Linked DNA regions of Hordeum vulgare: region 1 is linked to region 2. The links are chromatin contacts, called in public Hi-C maps. All regions are on one chromosome and are shown on one strand. The core of a region is the stretch at or near the end of the contact, and the rest is flanking DNA. Distances in the headings are between cores, read along the strand shown. Region 1 holds the start of LOC123448664. Region 2 holds the start of LOC123448662 (hexosyltransferase GAUT11).

The links. Hi-C and Micro-C count contacts between places; a contact is called where the count stands out from the background.
Region 1: a contact with region 2 is called in a Hi-C map of leaf, with 5 times the contacts expected there. The contact joins the promoter of LOC123448664 here to the promoter of LOC123448662 in region 2. A contact is called at or near these places in 2 of 6 Hi-C or Micro-C datasets (both in leaf) and 1 of 1 datasets of contacts at active chromatin or transcription factors (embryo).

The regions. Positions count from the first base shown.
Region 1 is chr4H:377,684,871-377,688,485 of MorexV3_pseudomolecules_assembly, reverse strand. LOC123448664 reads left to right here and starts at 1,795. Exons shown (of 2, transcript XM_045125627.1): 1 at 1,795-2,048. The coding sequence starts at 1,802. LOC123448663 reads right to left here and starts at 982. Exons shown (of 1, transcript XM_045125625.1): 1 at 1-982. The coding sequence starts at 859. The coding sequence ends at 104.
Region 2 is chr4H:377,449,945-377,453,215 of MorexV3_pseudomolecules_assembly, reverse strand. It overlaps LOC123448662 (hexosyltransferase GAUT11), which reads right to left and starts at 2,006. Exons shown (of 2, transcript XM_045125624.1): 1 at 1,423-2,006. The coding sequence starts at 1,587.

The DNA of each region.
Region 1 (3,615 bases), core at 546-3,045, 240 kb before region 2:
CATGTACGTACGAGATACCCATGCCGGAAGGAGGATACACAAACACGTTGCTCTCCATCAAGCGAATGGACGTCGAAGAACCTCGCCTCCGTGACGACGCAGCCTAGGCCGTCGGCCCGCCGATGTCATCTCCCGATGCCTTGTCTTCTCCATTGGATACCCCGTCACCGGCGCAGGGTCCTGAAGGCGTCCGGCGCCACGAGTGTAGAGGAGACGTCGACTTCGACTTCGACGCTACTCCTCTCGAGACGGCGCCACAAGTGTAGAGGAGACGTCGGCACCGCGCCCCTCCGCCTGGCCGTCGCCCCGCGCCCGGCCGCACCGTGCCAAGCGCCCCCGCCGCACGGCCGCGCCCGTGCCACACCCATGGTCGGGTCCCTGCGCCAAGCCGTGGCCCGCAGCGCCACGTCGTGGCCTCCCTCACGCGCGCCCGTCCTGCCCCAGGCCTGGCCCGGTTCCCGCCAGGCCGCGCCTGCCCGCGCCAGGCTGCGGTCGGCCTCGCCTCCACCGCTACGCCGCTCGGAGCACGCCTCCGTTCCCGGCGAAGCCACCTTCCGTGCGATGCATCGGCCTTATGGCTTGATGCGGCCGTGACCCCGGCCCTGACGAGGTATCCTCCTCCTGCGAGGCCAACAGCCAGGCTGGCGGCGACGGGGGCAAGACTGGCTCGGGGGCCGGTGGGATCCGATCTGAAGGCCCTCAACAGTGCGATTCTATCGGCTGAGCCGGGTAAACTCTCTCTCCGCACGCTCAAACAAGAGCTCAAGCATATGGTGGCTGGGGAGTGGGATTGGCAGATCTTCCAGGTCGGGGACGACGATTTCTCGGTGGTTTCCCCCTCTGCGGATCTGCTGCACATGGCCAAATCGAGCGGCAAGCTTTTCTCTCTCTGTCAATGCTATCACAGTCAAGGTGCGTGACACTGTTCTTGAAGAGATAAGGTATGGCTTCGTCTGTACGGCATCCCTAAGAAGCATCTGTTCTTGAAGAGATAAGGTATGGCTCCGTCTGTGCGGCATCCCTAAGAAGCATCGCCACGTCGCTCGGCTGATGGAGGGTCTAAAGATGCTTGGGAGGCTTATTGTGGTGGACGAGCTCTCCCTTATCCGGTTGGGGCCGGTGAGGATGAAGTTCGGTTGCAAAGTTACTGACAAGATGAATGGGTTCGTCCAGGTTTGGTTTAACCATGAAGGATACAACATCGAGGTCGAGGTGGAGCGGCTACCAAAGCGTCCAGGGGATGGGCCGATGGCGCGTGGCCCAGTGACGCTCCCCTACGGCCATCTGACAAGAGTGGGGGTCCCTCTCGGGGCAAGACTGGCTCGGGGGCCGGTAGTTCGCTGGGTCAGAGGAAGGACGACCAGGGCCAGGGAGGCACTTCTGCTGGTCAGATCAAGGACGCGGAGATGGCGTGCCGTGATGATGAGCTCGAGGACAGTTTGCCTGACACTTTCATTGACACCAAAACTTGGGACAGGCTGGGCATCAACGTCCATGACCTTCCTGGTGACAAGGAAGCGTTGGAGGCCGGTGCGCTTGCGGTGGTGGACACGGCAGGGAGCAACCCCACACGGCTCGTTCCCTAGAACGTTCCTTTGATCAGTACGGCTCTAACCTGGTGGTGGCTGCTGTCGCTAAGTCTGCTGGGGGTGGTGCTGTAGTGGCTGGGGCTGCTGCGACCACCGTGCCATCCCCGCCTGGGCTTCGGGGTTTCGACACGGAATGCGTGTTGAATGGTCCTCCCATCTGTACCCCATCGTCGTACCACTGCAGTTCGGGCGGCTCTGGGCGCGCCCCAAAGATGACGGCGGGCCGGAAGCCGGCAGCGAACCCTGCTGTGTTGTCCCTCCCGTCGTCGGCCGCCCCGTCTAGCGGTGGCCTCCAGGTTGCGCTGGGCTCGGTGGGTGCGAATGCGAAGGCCAAGCGTTCCAAGGCGACTCCGGTGTCGCAGCGGGCTCCAAGCGCCAGATCCGAGGCGGCGCTGGGCGACCTTTCTTCTCTGGAGAGTGCTCAACTTTGTCCCGCCGACAAGAACCTGGAGATCTCAGGTAATCCCCCTCCCTCCTACAAGATTCTGAATGCTTTTTCTCATCCTCAACTAGTTACGATCCTAGATGATAGTGGTTTTGCGTTAGGCTCTGAGGGTGGTACGATCGTCTCTATGATTCGTGCGCGCGAAGAGGACCATGCGGCTCTTGCGGAGGCCGCAAATGCGGCTAAGGCTAGGGAGGCCAAGGTCGCGGCTGCTTCGGCCGCTGATACAACAGGGGATGTATCCGGGGCCGTGATGCCTGTTTTGTTGGGTGGAGAGGCCGAAGCCAGGGAGGCTGATGCGACCCCCTCCACCAGCCATGCCCCGACCAAGAAAAGAGTGGCAAAACCGGTGACCTCTAGAGGGGTGCGCCTACGTAATCGTATCATCTAAATATGCTACCTCTTCTGGAATATTAGGGGTTGCGGCCATGCGGGTTGTCGTACCCAACTTAGAGAGTACATTGCCCGTGAACAGATCGACGTCGTTGCGCTGCAAGAGACGATCAAATCAGATTTTACCTTTCGGGATCTCGCAGCCTTCGATCCGATCCAATGTTTTGCGTGGGGTTGGGCGCCTCCAGTGGCCACTCGGGCGGGCTCCTTTTGGGTGTTAATCGTGATGTTTGTGACGTTGTTTCTTGGGAATCAGGTGTTTTTTTTATTTCTGCTATGATCAAACATCGCTTGTCACTAGCTATCTGGGCGATAGTTTGCGTTTATAGCCCCGCTGCTCACTCGTGTGCGGCTGATTTCCTGGGCGAAATCGAAGCTTTGGTTGGGGCCAAGCAGGCCGCCGACATCCCCATAGTTCTTGGGGGTCATTTCAATCTTATCCGCTCGGGGGCGGATAAGAACAACCGTAATATCGACTGGCCTAGGGTGACGCTGTTCAACAATGCCATTGCGGCCTCTGCATTGCGGGAAATTGCTCGGACTGGTGCTAGATTCACCTAGACTAACAAACAGTTATGCCCAGTCCGGAGTGTCCTCGATCGTGTCTTTGTTTCTCCTGGATGGGAAATCCTTTTCCCTTTCTGTACCCTCGTTGCCGAGACACATATCGGTTCAGACCATGTGCCGCTTATCTTAGCCTCAGGGGAGGATAGGATCAAACGCAGCTCCCGTTTCTACTTTGAAACGGGCTGGTTTGAGGTAGAGGGTTTTATTCCGCTGGTTATAGCTTGCTGGGAGCAAGCGATCTCAGCGGCTGGGCGGCCCAGGGGGCCGATGGATATCTGGATCTCTGTGGCTGGGGCTCTGCGGGGATTCCTTCGGGGCTAGGGGGCTAATCATGGTAGCGAGAACAAACGAACACGAGAACTGATTATCAACGAGATCAAATATTTTGATGCTCAAGGCGATTCTAGACCTTTCTCGAAGGCTGAATGGGCTAATCGCTACGCCCTCGAGAATCAGGTGCTCTCCATCCTCAGGGAAGAAAAGGAGTATTGGCGCCGTAGGGGCGGTGTCAAGTGGATCACCAAGGGCGACGCTAACACCGGTTATTTCCAAGCTTACGCCAATGGCCGTAAGCGGAAATGCTCGATATTGCGGCTCCAAGCCGAACATGGTGTGTTAGTT
Region 2 (3,271 bases), core at 757-3,256:
CGTCTCCTAGCAGATCGGGCCGCCGCTTCCCTCGACAGATCAGATCACCGACATCTCCTAGCAGATCGGGCCGCCGCCTCCCTCGACAGATCAGGTCGCCGCCGTCCATCCCATAAACCAGGTCGCCACCGTCCTGCTGCTGGCCTGGTGACCTGGTCGCTGCCACCCATCCGCCGGACTCAAGGGAGACAGAAGTGAGGGAGAGGGGGTAGGGGAGAGGTGAGGGGCGAGGGCAAGAGGAGGTGAGTGCAAGGGCGAGAGGAGGCAGGCGAGGGGAACGAGCGGTTCCGCATCGTCCGCCCAATTTCAGGGAATCACCTTGTTCCGCATATCAGTCGAATATTCGGTCCGTGGGGACGAGTCCATTCCCGATCCATCTATCAACTGAACGCGAGAATGAGGCCCAGGAACGGGTCGGACCCGTTCCTCCAACTAAACACACCCTAAGTACACCCTCCGTCCGGAATTACTTGTCATAGAAATGTACAAAATGGATGTATCTAGAACTAAAATGCATCTAGATACATTCATTTCTCTGACAAGTATTTCCGGACGGAGGGAGTAGCTGCCAACAAGTAGTCCATGGATAATCCAATCGCACCTGTGATAGTTCGACACTGCGCATACTACTAAAAAATGACTTACAGTGCGAGTATAATTTTCATATTCCATGGTGTCCTCCCACCAGTTAAGTAAACATCTTCATAGTAAAGGAATGGCATGTGCTATCATAATGAAGATGGGAAACCTCCTCCTGAGAAGGACACTTGACCTAAGTACTCCCTCCGTCCGGAAGTACTTGTCGTAGGAATGGATGTATCTAGATGTATTTTAGTTCTAGATACATCCATTTGCATCCATTTTTGTGACAAGTAATTCCGGACGGAGGGAGTACATGAGTAGACCTCCAACAAGTGCACAGACAACCTACCAGTAATGCCACACCAACTACTAGAAAATACAGCCTGTTTGCCATTTCAGCCAACTAGTCATGATTAGCCATCAAAAACACTTTTTCTAGACAGTGAAAATAAAATTTTCCACAAACATGACAAAATCAATATAGATAAAAACACGAACCTTCAAGGATCGTAGTAACAGAGAAACTGGATAATGAAGATCTAGAAAATGATGTGCTTTGACCGCAAAAAGTCTAACAACACACAACCAAGCTCACGTTCTAACATAGAAGAAACTTTGTCCTACGTCAGCAAACAATCAATTTGCATAATTACAACAATGGAACGTATTTTTAAAGATTCTCATACAATACGCTAACCGAGATCTACCTGCGCGCATAAAAAGCAAAAACTTTTTCCCACGTATTTTCAGAGTTGACAGGAAGGAAGTGATCTCCCGAGGAAAGATGTCACATGATTCAGCAAGCAGGAAATCAGACGGAGTAAAGTTCGCGCTACTCACTATGACGGGCGGCCGGAACTGCTCCTTCTGGTTGTGGTGCAGGACGAAGAGCATGAGCCCAACCACAAGGAAGATCCCAACGAGCCACCAGATCCATCCCGGTAGCCGCCGCCGCGACTGCCGCCGGTACTCTGGTGCCCGCCTCCGCATCTCGGAACCTCGCATCTCGCCGCCGTGATCCCTTCCCCAAAGCCTCTCGCTGCAACAAATCAACACAAGAACTCCACACGCTGACCTCACTACCGTCGCGCTAAACCCTCAAGTCATCCATGGATAGTGCCGAGAACAACCAGAAAGGCACCGTCTTTGCGGCGGATCCGGGGGTCGGATGGATCACCCCGAACAGATAAGAGAGCCGTTTCGTGAAGCTCCGGCACTGAGAGAGGCAGCAACGCCGGCTGGTAGGAGGTTGGTGAGATCTGGAAGGTCTAATGCGACGAGAGAAAGGTAGGAGGGGGCGCGATTTAGAGAAAGAAGGAGAGAGAGATCTGAGGGTGGGAGGGAGGCAGGTGGAAGTACTACTCCAGTCTCCTTTCCCTTCGTGCGTCTCCATTTCTCTTGCCTCCTGTTCCCGATTCGGGTCGCCGGTTTTGAGAAGCACATTCGCAGCCCGATACATGGCTGCAGCTCAAACTATGGTTGGATGTTTTTCTTTTTAAATACTCCCTCCGTTTCTAAATATAGGGTGTATAGTTTTTGACACGGAAATTAAAAAACGCACGTGGAGTGAAAATTTCACGAGTTTTGAATGAGATTATACATGGCTAATTGACATCATAAAATAAAGGAGCTTCCCTTATATAAGGAAATATAATCAAATCCCTAAAACAAACAGCCAATCAAGTGCTGCAATGCCATACACGTTATAATTCGGATTTTTTCTGAAAAATCTATACACCTTATATCAAGGAACGGAGGGAGTATGATTAGATACATGGCAGCACCTCGTTATCATGAACCAAACTATGGTTGGATATTACTCCCTTCGTCCGAAAATCCTTACCCTAGAAATGAATAAAATGGATGTATTTATAACTAAAATAAGTTTAGATACATGCATTTTTAGAACAAATATTTCCGAACAGAGGGAATATTATTTTTTAATTATAACTAGTTAAATGTCCGTGTGTTGTCACGGTTTAGCAAAACTACGTTGTTTAATTGAAACATATAATGTATAGCCTGCATTATTAATTCGAAATCAAATAAAATTGGACATTCATAGGCGCCGTTGGATCGGTGCTAGGTTCGGCCGGTCGCCTCACGTCCGTTGGATTAGCAACCTCTAACCCACAAGATTGCACACGGACTCGGTCATCTCTCTCCCGCAGTTCATGGTCACGAGGGACAGAAAATAGAAACCACCGCGCTAACATAGCTTCACGCCCCCCGCATCCTCGAAGCACTACAAGGCATCCACTCGTTGTCGTTCGCCGACGATCGTCACTCGCCGCGCTGGGACGTAGGCTGGATGCAGCCCCCCTCCATGTCTAAGCAAAAACTGTCCCCGGAGACACCACACTATGAAGTTCAGCTCCGCTGCCCCATGGTTGCAGCTCTAATGAACCACGGTTCCAGGTGACGCTCGTTGTCGTCATCCCCATCTACGGCCTGCTCGTAGCTCCCGTCGCCACCACTCGCCATTGTTGGTTCGTCGTCGCCTGGTGGAAGCTTTTTCAGATGACGATGTAGCATTCTGTATTGCTGGTCGCAGCAAAACACGCCGCCGGTTGTAGCTTTTGCGCTCTGCAACTGGAGCAAAAAAAAAAGTACGCGTCGTGTCGCTCGTACCGTCGGCATTCCCCCGGTTGAATCTTTTTTGCCATTACCGCTTGAAGCTTTTACTCCC